4 separate regions of the Mus musculus genome follow, and regions 2, 3 and 4 are each linked to region 1. Evidence: chromatin contacts called from public HiChIP or PLAC-seq and promoter capture Hi-C data. All regions are on one chromosome and are shown on one strand. Each heading gives the region's core, a stretch centred on a gene start, on an enhancer-like site or on the middle of the called end of the contact. The rest is flanking DNA. Distances are from core to core; before and after follow the strand shown. Region 1 holds the start of Med1 (mediator complex subunit 1). Region 2 holds the start of Cwc25 (CWC25 spliceosome-associated protein). Region 3 holds the start of Zpbp2 (zona pellucida binding protein 2). Region 4 has its middle 22 kb from the start of Fbxo47.

Region 1 (3,001 bases), core at 244-2,743:
TGTCCTGGAACTCACGCTGTAGACCAGGCTGGCCTCGAACTCAGAAACCGCCTGCCTCTGCCTCCCAGGTGCTGGGATTAAAGCTGTGGGCCACCACACCTGGCTCCCTTTTTCCTTTTCTTTTGGTGCTGGGAATTGAACCCATGGACAAGAAGACATTACTCTAACCACTGCTCTACATTCCCAGCCTCTAAATTATCTTTAAATTAACATACAAAGCAATGCATATCATTTTGGCATTCTTATACATATAGGCCATTATACTTGGTCCAAGTCCTCTCCCTCTGAGAGCCACACTGCCCCAACCTCCAAACAGCCAAACCTCTCACTTCATTTCATATTCCACTAACCTTTCTATCCTGCAGACCTCCTTTGTTCCCACATGGTCCCATGTTTTCACAACCAACACACACCAACACATACCTACGTCGAGATTCCTCATAAGAGAAAATGTGCTATTTATCTTAATATGGCTTATTTTGAGTATCGTCCACTTTGCTACAAATGTCGAGACTTCATTTTTGGATAAGCCAGTCCAGGTCGTGGGAGGGAGTATCTGAACCAAGAATCAAACTCTTAGCTGGCCGAGAGGTGTGTAAGCCCGCACTTGGGAGGCTGAGGCAGGGGGACCTTGTCTCAAGAAACAAAGAAGATTCTATCCCTTCCCTTTTCTTCCCTCAACTGGGAAACTGGTTTGGGGATTGTTCCTGCCAGTTTATAGTTCTGAACACCTCTCCCCCAAGCTTTAAAGCCACCGGTCGTGCACAACTGAAAGCAGTTCGTAAAGACACAGCACAGTATTTGAACACTATGACCTTCCAAGTAATAAACGGCCCGCTTTTACTATGATGAAGATCGAACCAAGCAAGTCACTCCGGCTAAAACACCCTCCATTACTTTGACATTACATTGTTCTAGTGTCATCTTCAGCGATCTCTCCTGGAACAAAGCATCAACAAGTTTCAGTTTCCCTCTCCTTGGGTCCCACCGGGCTAAGCTCAAAGTACCCTGAGGCTCAACTTCCTCGTCCCTCGTCCCGCAGAAAACCTTTCACGAGTGGAGGAGACGGGGGAGCAGCGCCCCGGAGGAGGCGCTCCAGCATCTGTAGGGCTCGGTCGGGATCTAAGATGCACATTCCACCAGGATCCGGTCCCACGCACGGTGGCCCTGGAGGGGCGTGGGTCCCCACCTCCTCTCTCGGATTGGCTCGCCGCAGCGGTGTACCGCCCCTCCTTCCCCGCCACCCCCCAGTCACTCACCCTCGGTTTCCCCCTGAGCCTTCATCCTGACAGCGGGGAGGTCTTGGGTCCGCCACGAGCCGGGGAGCCTTTCCCCGCCACTCAGAGGGGAACCAAGTTAGCCTGGGCTCCGGGGAAGCGGCGCACCAGCGGCCCCGACTCTTCCGGGGAAGGCTCAGTCTGAAGTCCCCGGCGGCAAGAAGAGAAGGGTGCTCGCGGCCGCCGCCATCTTCCCCAACGGAACTTCCCAAAGATCGCGAGATTAATCGTGTTCCTGTGAGACGGAGGAAGAAGGAACCGCACCAAAGTCTCGCGGAGGTTGGCTGATTTCGTCCTCCCCGCAGGATCTCTAGCAGGCCCGGCTCCGATTGGCTCAGAATTCACACCTTGGCGTCTAAGGGTGTGTGCCCAGAGTTGACATCTCTCTGAAAGTTTATGTTTGCATCCCGACAGTTACACAATTTGTAAATTAAAAGCGTTAGCTCTTCCGTCCCGCGGTGGTGGCGGCTCAAGCCTTTGATCCCAGCAGACAGGCGGAACTCTGAGTTCGAGGCCAGCCTGGTCTACAGTGTGAGTTCCAGGACAGCCATGGCTACACAGAGAAACCCTGTCTCAAACGAAACAAAATGTTTGCTCTTTGAGCACCTGGAAAAGTGGCACACTCCTATAATCCCAATGAGGAAGGGGATAGTGAAAACCGGTCCTTACAAAATAATCTCTACTGAAAGATTTCCAGTGAGTTTTAGTGTTTGGGTGTTTAGAGTTTGCCTGGTGGTGGCGCACACCTTTAATCCCAGCGCTCTGAAGGGAGAGGCAGGTAGATCTCTGAGTATGAGGGCAGCCTGGTCTACAAAGTTTCTGGACAGCCAAGGCTACAGAGAAACCTTGCCTGGACAAAAACAAAACAAAACAACAAAAAAGTAAGATTTGTAAGATGACAAGACTTGTAACTCACCAGCAACATACCTGATTAGCATGTCTGAAGTCCTGGGTTTAATTCCTAGAGAAAGTGGGAAGGTGAAATTTCCTGAAGAACCAGAAGCAGTTATGTTGTTTAAAAAAAAGAAAGAAGGGGCTGGAGAGATGGCTCAGTTAATTTAAGAGCACCGACTGCTCTTCAGGAGGTCCTGAGTTCAATTCCCAGCAACCACATGGTGGCTCACAACCATCTGTAATGAGATCTGACTCACTCTTCTGGAGTGTCTGAAGACAGGTACAGTATATATATATACACACACACACACACATACATATACACATATACACGCATACATACATATATATATAATAAATAAAAGAAAAAGAAAGGAACTAGGGAGGCAGAGGCAGGCAGATTTCTGAGTTGGAGGCCAGCCTGGTTTACAGAGTGAGTTCCAGGACAGCCAGGGCTACACAGAGAAACCCTGTCTCGAAAAACCAAAAAAAAAAAAAAAACCCAAAAAACAAAACAAACAAACAAACAAAAACAAAACAAAAAAAGAATGACTTCACACACACAAAGAAGATGATTTTTGGAAAACATTATCATCGTTTACCATGTTGAGCTTGGCTCTGTACAGAAATTAACAGTATATTGATCTAAATTGAGCTTAATTTGTTTCCCATTTGTACAGAGGTAATGCACAATTTATAGTAAATAAATAAGGACTTAACCTATATCAAGCACAGAAACTGTTAAAGTAATATCTAAAATTCTTAAAAAGAGGACCGCAGTACTTTAGGCTTTTGTTGCTGTTTGTCTTATTGGTTTTGAGACAGGGCTC
Region 2 (3,001 bases), core at 209-2,708, 430 kb before region 1:
GAATATACAAGTTACAGGACAACTCCACCACACAGGCAACAGAATCACCCAGATTACAGGTCTCCTGGCAAGGATGGCAAGTCTGGGTTGTCAGCTTCAGTTGAGGCACTGCCTCCATCAGATTGTGGGAATGTCTGTGAGTGTGTGTTCTTGAGTATGACCTGAGAGAGGAAGGCCCAGCCCACTGTGGGTGGAGCCATCCCTAGGTAGGTGGTCTACCTGTGTAAACAAGGGAAGCTGAGTAAGGCAAGAGAAGCAAGCCAGTAAGCAGCATCCCTCCATGGTTTCTACTTCAGTTCCTGCCTCTGGGTTACAACTTGAGCTGCCTTAATGATGGGCTATAACCTGTAAGATGCAAGAAGCCTTCTCCTCCGACAGTTGCTTTTGATCTTGGTTTTATTACAGAAGTAAACTAATGCACTGTCCATAATAGACAGTTACATGAAGCACATACTAAACTAGACTAACTTTGATGGAGCCCTGCAACTTGATCCAATTAAGGACACCCGGCAAATTCAGCTTAGTGGACAGATACCCAAACTGATGTACTTATTGATTCAATTACCTTCACTTTGAGAAGATCAATAGTGTCCTAATCTAGCTCTCTGCTTCTTGGATATTTCTGCCTTATTTAAGGCATTCCTTCCCCACAAACGAACTACAGGACTTAAGAGCAATTGCCACTTAACATAAAAAAAAAAAAAGTGTTACCGATACCGAAGAAAGCTGCCTCCTCACTACACATCAAAGCAAAACACTGATGTAAGGAAGGAAACAAAGATGGAAAAGATTTGAAATGGACGCCTCTAAACGGCACAGCTCAGGATGGGAAATGACTGAAGCCCACCCTTTCAACAGTCCAGGTCCAGGATACAACTGTGAACTCCTAGCTAAAAAAGGGGGAGCAGGGGAGGCTATGTCCGAAGATAACATACACAAAATAAAGTCTACGTGCCCAAGATCTACCTCCTTCCATACCATGAGTTCAACTGTCCCTTCCCTAACCTTAGACTTCCTGGGAGCCCCCGGGAAGCCCCCGAATCAGCAAATCCTGACAACAGCAAACATTCCTCGCCGCACATCTTCCCGAGGCTCATCTCAGTCCCTCTGTGGGCTTCACCATCCGCTCCCTCTCCATGTTTATCACCCCCTTGTGCTGAAATCAAGACTTCATTACCAGGGTTACCGACTGCTACCCCCGACTTTCACCCCACCCCGGCGCCTGTGGGTCTCGGGCTCAGTCGTCGCTGCCCAGGCCTCTAGCACTTACCAGGTCTCCGCCTCCCATGATGGTGGAGACGGTTCTTCAGTCTGTGGACCTGAAAGATTCAGCGAAGGCAGAGAGGAAACCTAGGGAAACAGTTCAGAGACGGCCTCTCGGGACCTAATCCCTACAGGAACCAGCTGCCCTTTTCCCCGCCCGCTCTAGCTCGCACTTCCGGGGTGGTGTCATATGACTGCGTCAGCGTCTCGGCTCGATGACGTTTGGTATGAGCGCTAAGTCTACGTGAACCTAGAGTCGCAAGTACTTTCTACCCTCCGTCAGTTTTGGTGGCCTCTTTTTGGTTGCCTCACGTAAGCCCCTGGCCCCAACTGTTGAAAAGCCATAGGCGGGTTCTGTTGCCTTGGCAACGCATCAGGGCTCTGCCGTAGAAGCGAGACAGTGTAAGACCTCAGTATCTGCCAACTTAGGCCGCCTCCCCATCTCACCGCTACACCAGGGTTTCCAAACCAGCTTTTCGGCCAGCTCCCTCATTCCCGGCATGTTTTATAGAAATAGATGCTATCAAACAAAATCCCAAAAGCCAGATGTCATGGCACACCCCCAGTCATCTCCCACGCTTGGTAGATGGAAACTGGCCAGCTCTGGCACAAAGTTTGAGATCATTCTGGTCTGGAAATACCTATTTTTATTATTTTATTTATTTTTGTTTCCTAGACAGTGTCTTTCTATGTAAAACCCTGGCTATCTGGGGACAGTGTAGATCAGGCTGGCCTTGAACTCAGATCTATACCACTTGCTTCTGTCACCAGAATGCTGGAATTACAGACTTGCTAAACTATAGCCAGCTTGTGTCTTTATTTTTATTTTTTAAGATTTATTTATGGGCCTGTCAGTAGTGGCACACGCCTTTGGTCCCAGCACTTGGGAGGCAGAGGCAGGCAGATTTCTGAGTTCAAGGCCAGCCTGGTCTACAGAGTGAGTTCCAAGGACAGTCAGAGCTACACAGAGAAACCTTGTCTCAAAAAAAAAAAAAAAAAAAAGAAAGAAAGAAAGAAAGAAAGAAAAGAAAAGAAGAAGAAGAAGAAAAGATTTATATATAAATAAGTACATTGTTGCTGTCTTTAGACACAACAGAAGAGGGTATCAGTTCTCATTATGGATGAGTTTGTGAGTCACCAGGACCTTTTTTATTTTGGTTTTTCAGAGACAGGGTTTCTCTGTGTAGCCCTGGCTGTCCTGGAACTCACTCTGTAGACCAGGCTGGCCTCGAACTCAGAAATCTGCCTGCCTCTGCCTCCTGAGTGCTGGGATTAAAGGCGTGTGCCACCACCCACCCCCCCACACCCACCCCCGGCCACCAGGACCTTTTGAAGAGCAGTCAGTTGTCTTACCCACCAAGCCATCTCGCCAGCCCTTGTGTTTTTATTTTTGAGTTGTTAGAATTAAAGAACTGGAGTGATGGCTCAGCCATTAAGAACACTGGCTCCGAGCTGGTCGTGGTGGCACATGCCTTTAATTCCAGCACTCGGGAGGCAGAGGCAGGTGGATTTCTGAGTTTGAGGCCAGCTTGGTCTACAAAGTAAGTTCCAGGACACCCAGGGCTACACAGAGAAACCCTGTCTTGAAAAACAAAACAAATTCAGCCGGTGGTTCGGGGAGACATACCTTCCACCTTAGACCATGGCCAAGTTCATCCGTAACTTCGCGGAGAAGGCACCGTCGATGGTAGCCGCTGCCGTGACTTACTCGAAGCCTCGATTGGCCACATTTTGGCAC
Region 3 (3,001 bases), core at 333-2,832, 360 kb after region 1:
ATACACGTGAATGCAGGCATCCATGGTTTCCAGAAGAGGGCACTGGCTCACCTGGAACTGAGTTAAAAGGGTGTTGTTGTAAGCTACCCAGCTGGATCCTGGAACTAGAGCCCTCTGGAAAAGCAGATAAACTCTCAACCACTGAGCAATCTCTCCAGCCCGACTATTCTAACACTCTTCTATAAGAGTTAAGATTTAACACATAAGTTTATGAGAATCGTGTGCAATAACTGAGAAGTTAGTAATACTTTGTACTTTTGGAAAATGTTTTGATTAAATCTGAAGTGAGGTGTCTCTGCGGTTATGAACACTGGCTGCTCTTCTAAAGGACCCACGTTTGATTCCCAGCATCCAAATGGCTGCTCACAACCATTGTTAACTCCAGTCCCAGAGGCGACACACTCTTTGGCCTCTGTGGGCAGTGCATGCCTGTGGTGCACAGACAGACAGAAATGCAAGCAAAACACCCATCCACATTTTTAACAGTTGAGGCTAACCCATGAGTCTAGACGTAGTAACTGACAGGGGGTGGATCTGACTCATTGAATCCCATTTCATGCTTGTGCTAGATCGATAAAATTAACAGTGACTAAAAATGAAATTACTGACAAAGGTTGCTCCTGGACCATCTGAGACAGTCCAAATACTGACTCGGCTCAAAGGAAATAAAACTGAAAACTCCTGATCTCACCCCAAATAACCATTCTGCACCCTATCTGAACCTTGGGCTCTCTCCCTAACCAACCTACTCAAAACCACTACTGAGAGCGGTGCTCTACTGCCAAGAGGTAAACAACACCTAAAGTCTTTCAGGTCACCTAAAATAGCAGTCAAGATGGGACCACGCATGATGGGGTTAGCGACTCAATTCAGTAAAGGCCCTGGGTTTGGTCCCCAGCACAGGGTTCAGAAGAACTTTGAAAGACTATTTTGGAGCTCCCTGAGAGTGACTTATCTCACATCAGCTGAGGAAAAGATCACCCGCTCTCGCCTTCCTTTCGAAGGGACCCATTCTCTAAAGCAAAGTTACTTCCGAATAAATTTGCATGAGGGGGTGTCCCTTACATCATCTCACACTCTAAGCTGAAAAAAATAAAGGTTTAACCTTCCTCCACGTGGGAAGGTCTGAGGGCACCCTTCTGAAGCACAGAGGAGAGGGCTCTTCAAGGTCTTGGTTTTGTATGCCAGAAAAATGCAACTAGGTGAAAACTGGATGTGACGTTTTGACAGATCCAGCAACGCTAGCAACGTTAGCTCGGGGTTCCAGAGCTGAGCCCTCGCTTTTAGGAAATTCTCACAAACATCTCCCTTCTTCTGATCGCCAAACTACGGCATCCTTGGGCTGCTCAGAGCCGCCGCCACCGTCCTTAGGACCCACTGTGTTCACTCATCAGTTCCTTTAGTCTGAGGAAGTCTTGAGTTCGTTTCCTTTACTCGTCACACCACCAGGCCGACTAGAGCTAGAGAGCGGGAACACGGGACCCAAGGAGAGGTGCGAAAGGCTCGGAGGGTGCAGCGCTCCGCAACTGCGCGTGCGCCAGGAGGCGGGGCTCTCCATCTGCGAGCGCTTGCCCCGCCCCTCGTGCCAAGCCGGAACACGCAGGCGCTCTCGGGCACAGCCGCCCCCGTGATAGCCTGGGACCGGTAGGGAAGATGCCCTTGGCGGTTTGCTTCGCTCTGTAGAGGAGCGATGGGGAGGCGTTGGGCCTGGCCTGAGGTAGGAGGGCACCCAGCCGTCGCCACTAGTGCCTGAGCCGTGATGCTTGCGTGGGCCCTACTCTACGCGGTGCTCTGGTCTCTCGCAGGAGGTGGGGCTTGGCCCGCAGGCTCCTCCCCCGTCCCTCCTTCTTCGCCTCCGCCCCGCCCCGCCCTGAACCGTGTGTCCTCCAAACACTAATAATAAGCCAGAGGTGTTCTCTCCTCCGCAGTTGGATCGCAACGTTCTTCCTTATTCAATATCAAAGGCTTTGTTTACGGCACGGTAGGGCACCCAGGTAATACGTGCCTCTTCTCACGCAAGGCTTGTCCCAAGAGCTGGGGATGCATCCTCTTAGGTTCTTCAGGCAGGGAAAAGGGAGCTAGGCAGGAGGGCGTCTGTGCTCTGCAGTTCGGGAAGTTTGCATCATTGCCCTCAAAGCTAGTCTTCTATTCCAGTGTTCACCACAGATCTGCCGCTCTGATACCACGTCTCTCTTTCAAATACTTCTGCTTTGTAATGGGTGAAGGCACTTAGCAGAGTGGACGCCCCTCTGGAAGGCTCTTCTCTCCCTCTTGTATTAACCAGCCCTATTCATGCATCAAACATCAGCTCCAGTGTTACTACTCTCTGTAGTTTTCCTACATTCAGGAAAAAGTACTCCAAATTTGAAATAACACTGCACTCCGTCTAGAACAATTCCACATTTAAGGCCTTTCTCTTCCCAACACCACCATTACACTGCCAAACTGAACAATAGACTTTAGAGATTCTGATCCTGGCAATGATTGGACCTTAAAAAGTACCTTGTGAGACTAGGTACTATCTATCCAGTTGAGTCACTGTTGTACACCTTTCTAGTAAACACTGCACAAGACAACAGGAAGCTTACGCGAAATACCAAGTTTTCAGTTTTGAAATAGTTTGTCAGTCAAGCTAACATCCTGTAACATTGATTCCATAGCTCCTTATTGGAGCTATTTATTAATGTGTACGTTAAAAGGAACTTGATCTTCATTTTTCTAGACTGTCACAAAATAAAAATATTACCGACAAAGTACAGTTTAAAGGTTTACTATGGGGAAGCAGCAAAGACTTCATTCTAAATGACAACTAGCATTGGACACGTTACGAAGACTTTTTAAGTACTGAAATCCTGAAAGAACTAACTGGTATCATTGTCTAGGAGTGTGTGTGTCTTTATTTCTCTGTATAATGTAATTACGCAGAATTTTATTTTGTCACAGTAAAAATATATGTAAAGTTACATCAGGCTAGTCCTGTCCTTATTTGTATGGATATTGA
Region 4 (3,001 bases), core at 210-2,709, 290 kb before region 1:
GCAAATCTGATACTTTTCCCTTGCTTGATCAAGGGAAAACATTACAGTGCTTCAGGACAGTGTGCCATTTTCCTACACCCCCATCTTGGCACACTGCTATCCTGTACCCGGCCACACCTACCCCGTGTTCCGGAACAGTGAATTGGTCACAGTTCCCAGCGGCTCAGGCTTGTGCGTATTAGTTCTATTTGTCTGGGACGGTCACTCGCTTGTCAGCCAACTTTTCCCTTCTGGTTTTTCCAGACTCAGGTCAAACGTCACCTCCTCTTGAACTCGGCCTGGTGCATCCTCTCCTTTGCCCCAGCTGAACTTTTATTATTTGCACATCTTCTGAGCATTTTGTTGGTAGGGTAGAGCCTAGTCTACTGATGTTGGTTGTAAGGCTATGAGGGCAAGAGCCTGCTTCCTATTCTCTTTGGGTCTTTGGTACCTAATATATCTCTCTCTTTTTGAGACAGGTCTTATGTAGCCCAGGCTGGGCCCCTCAATATGTCGCCAAGGATATTTATCTTTGAATTTCTAATCTTCTTGCCTCTATCTCTTAAGTGCTGGGATCACAGCCTTGAGCCACCATGCTCAGTTTATGTAGAACTGGGGATTGAACCCATGGTTTCGTGCAGGCTAGGCAAGCACCTACCAACTGCACTGAGTCTTCAGCCTATGAACTTCTCTTCACTGATTCTTTGATCCCGAGCTTTGATAAGCTATGTGATCTTGGGTGACCCATTTAACTTTCTTGCATTTTAGTGAAAACAGTAAGTCCTTTGTGAAGATGAGGTGAAATAAAACAGACTGATGCTGTGTAGCTCACACTCCACTTCTCTAAGGACTTGCTATGTTCACTAAATGCATCACTCCTTTGATCTGCATGCTTTTTACTCTATTGTTGAGGTTCTGACAGGAAACCCATGCTCTGACACAAGCTAGGCATGTGCTAAGCTATCATTAGTCTGACTGTGCGCTCTCTTGCCTTGGGACCTTCTCTATCATCAAACGCCCTTTGCCTCCAGACTCCTCTTCTGCTTACAAACCCCTTCTTGTGTCTCCCATTCTGTACACAGGCTCCCCTCAGCCCCACCTCCATCTGGAGTGGGACTTTCTTCTCTGCATCCTGCCAGAGCCCTTCCCAGAGTGTTTCCCTTGGCTTCCATAGCCCTCACACCCACTTCTTTGTTAACCAACACAATCTGGATCCTGCCCTCCCACAGCCTCATCACTGTGTCCTCTGAGAACTCTCTTGCTACTGGGTGGTAGCCCAGGTTTGCTCACTGGATTTCTGGGGCATCCTGGGGTCATCTCCTGGCCTAAGCCACTCCTCCCTGTCTGCCTTGACTCTGCCCTTGCCGGAGTCTCCTTTTCTTTCCTCAACAGCTAGTTGCTCTTTTCTCCTCAGTGTTGATTCAAGGCTCCACCCAGAGCCTCTTGTCTTCTCTCTGCCCTCCTGGGTGGTCACACCCTCTCCTGAGACAACTGCTAGCACAGCTTTGCGTGTGGCTCCTGCTCTGGTTTTTACTAGCAGCTTGACACATCTTGACTCTTTTCAAAATGAATCATTTTTTTAAATGTATCTTTTTAAAAAAAAGACATGGGCCCTCGGGAGGCAGAAGCAGGTTGATTTCTGAGTTCAAGGCCAGCCTGGTCTACAAAGTGAGTTCCAGGACAGCCAGGGCTATACAGAGAAACCCTGTTTCGAAAAAACCAAAAAAAAAAAACCAAAAAAAAAAAAAAAAAAAAAAAGACATGGGTGCTGGGAACAAAACTTGGTTCCTCTGCAAAAGTAACGCATAACACAGGCTCTTAAGCACTGAGCCTTCTCTCTAGCACCTCCGGGAGTCTTTCCTATTGGAGAATTATCTAGATCAGGGTGGCCTATTTAGTCCTGTCTGTGGAAAATGCCTTGATTGTTAATTGTGGTAGAAAGACCCTGCCCACTATGGGAGGCATCATTCTCTATGCAGGGAGAGTCCTGAACTGCATAAGACAGAATAAAGAGAGATGGCAGCCAGCTTCTTCTCTCTTTGCATTGACTGTGGATTTGATACGTTAGGTTCCTGCCTTGAGTTCCCTGAAATAATGGAATATAGCCTGCAATTATCAGTAGAATAAACTGCTTCTTTCCTAAACTGTTGTCAGAATCTTTTATCACTACAACAGAAATGAAAGTAGGACCTTCCCAGGCCACAAGGTTAGTGGGGCTGGCGTTCTATGTGTCCAGCTGCTGGGCAGATATTTTTAGCGGTCTTGTCCCAACCCAGAAGCACCGTCGCACTGCCCTTTCCCACGCATTCTCTTCCGCCCCTGCTCCTGTTACTTCTGTTAATGTCCCCATCATTCTTTTGCCATCGGATGCTCCTGCTGCGTATCCAGTCTCTTGCCAAGCAGGTGCTCTCATTAAAGCAACCCTGTCTGCCCAGTTTGACTTCCCACTGTCCCGCTGAGGGGCTTCAGTATCTCTCAAAAGCATCTCTGTAGACCTTCACCAAAAAATATGTATTGAGCACTTGAAAATAAGAAACCAGTACCCTATGTGGCTATTCTAGGATGCTGAGAGCCAGGAAGGGGCTTATATAAAGGCTCACTATCCAAGGGGGCCAGAAAGAGGGAAGTACGTAGAGTAGGGTATACTCAGGACCCTGTGCCTGCCCTCCCTGGCCGCCACCGATCCTCTACTGCAACCTATGATGTCTGCTGTGCCCGGAAAGCATTCCTTAGATCTGTGACAATTCCACCAGTCCCCTTCCTTAGTGGGAGGCCTCAGCATGCCTGATCAGGTCTTTACAAAGTGCCCAGCAGCTTCTCTAAAGTCAATACCCATTTCTTCCCTTACCCTCCACCACAGCCCATCCTCCCTCCACCACAGGCCACCCTCCCTCCACCACAGCCCACCCTCTACCACAGCTTATCTACTCTCCACCACAGCCCACCCTCCACTACAGCCCACCCTCCATCACCTTCCTCCACCATAGCCTAAGATCCCTTTACCATAGCTCACCCCCACCAC

Evidence for each region. Promoter capture Hi-C pulls out the DNA fragments that hold promoters and counts their contacts. HiChIP or PLAC-seq counts read pairs in DNA pulled down with a chosen protein or histone mark.
Region 2: an H3K27ac HiChIP or PLAC-seq map of regulatory T cell precursor shows a contact between it and region 1, with 8 times the contacts expected there. The contact joins the promoter of Cwc25 here to the promoter of Med1 in region 1. A contact is called at or near these places in 11 of 39 promoter capture datasets (the C10 cell line, cranial neural crest, embryonic stem cells and 6 more), 1 of 484 Hi-C or Micro-C datasets (cortical neurons), 7 of 115 datasets of contacts at active chromatin or transcription factors (the SCID.adh cell line, cardiomyocytes, extraembryonic endoderm stem cells and 4 more) and 2 of 9 other capture datasets (embryonic stem cells and pancreatic islet).
Region 3: a promoter capture Hi-C map of pre-B cells shows a contact between it and region 1, with 3 times the contacts expected there. The contact joins the promoter of Zpbp2 here to the promoter of Med1 in region 1. A contact is called at or near these places in 1 of 39 promoter capture datasets (pre-B cells), 1 of 115 datasets of contacts at active chromatin or transcription factors (the SCID.adh cell line) and 1 of 9 other capture datasets (liver).
Region 4: a contact with region 1 is called in an H3K4me3 HiChIP or PLAC-seq map of embryonic stem cells, with 7 times the contacts expected there. The contact joins the enhancer-like site here to the promoter of Med1 in region 1. A contact is called at or near these places in 10 of 39 promoter capture datasets (the 3T3-L1 cell line, 3T3-L1-derived adipocytes, the C10 cell line and 6 more), 1 of 484 Hi-C or Micro-C datasets (muscle stem cells), 6 of 115 datasets of contacts at active chromatin or transcription factors (the SCID.adh cell line, embryonic midbrain, embryonic stem cells and 3 more) and 1 of 9 other capture datasets (pancreatic islet).

The regions. Positions count from the first base shown.
Region 1 is chr11:98,191,800-98,194,800 of GRCm38.p6, forward strand. It overlaps Med1 (mediator complex subunit 1), which reads right to left and starts at 1,494. Exons shown (of 17, transcript NM_001080118.1): 1 at 1,260-1,494. The coding sequence starts at 1,284. Gm38963 (a long non-coding RNA gene) reads right to left here. Exons shown (of 4, transcript XR_880193.2): 4 at 2,137-2,238.
Region 2 is chr11:97,765,155-97,768,155 of GRCm38.p6, forward strand. It overlaps Cwc25 (CWC25 spliceosome-associated protein), which reads right to left and starts at 1,459. Exons shown (of 10, transcript NM_026186.4): 1 at 1,271-1,459. The coding sequence starts at 1,288. It also overlaps the pseudogene Atp5l2-ps.
Region 3 is chr11:98,549,515-98,552,515 of GRCm38.p6, forward strand. Zpbp2 (zona pellucida binding protein 2) reads left to right here and starts at 1,583. Exons shown (of 8, transcript NM_027061.2): 1 at 1,583-1,808; 2 at 1,929-1,994; 3 at 2,944-3,001. The coding sequence starts at 1,760.
Region 4 is chr11:97,904,847-97,907,847 of GRCm38.p6, forward strand. No RefSeq gene overlaps it. Among named protein-coding and RNA genes, the nearest start is that of Fbxo47, 22 kb to the left of the region's middle. Within about 2 kb of position 1,460, at least 16 of the 459 cell types and tissues checked have an H3K27ac peak or open chromatin away from gene starts, as enhancers often do. A contact at or near this core is called in embryonic stem cells, where this site is marked.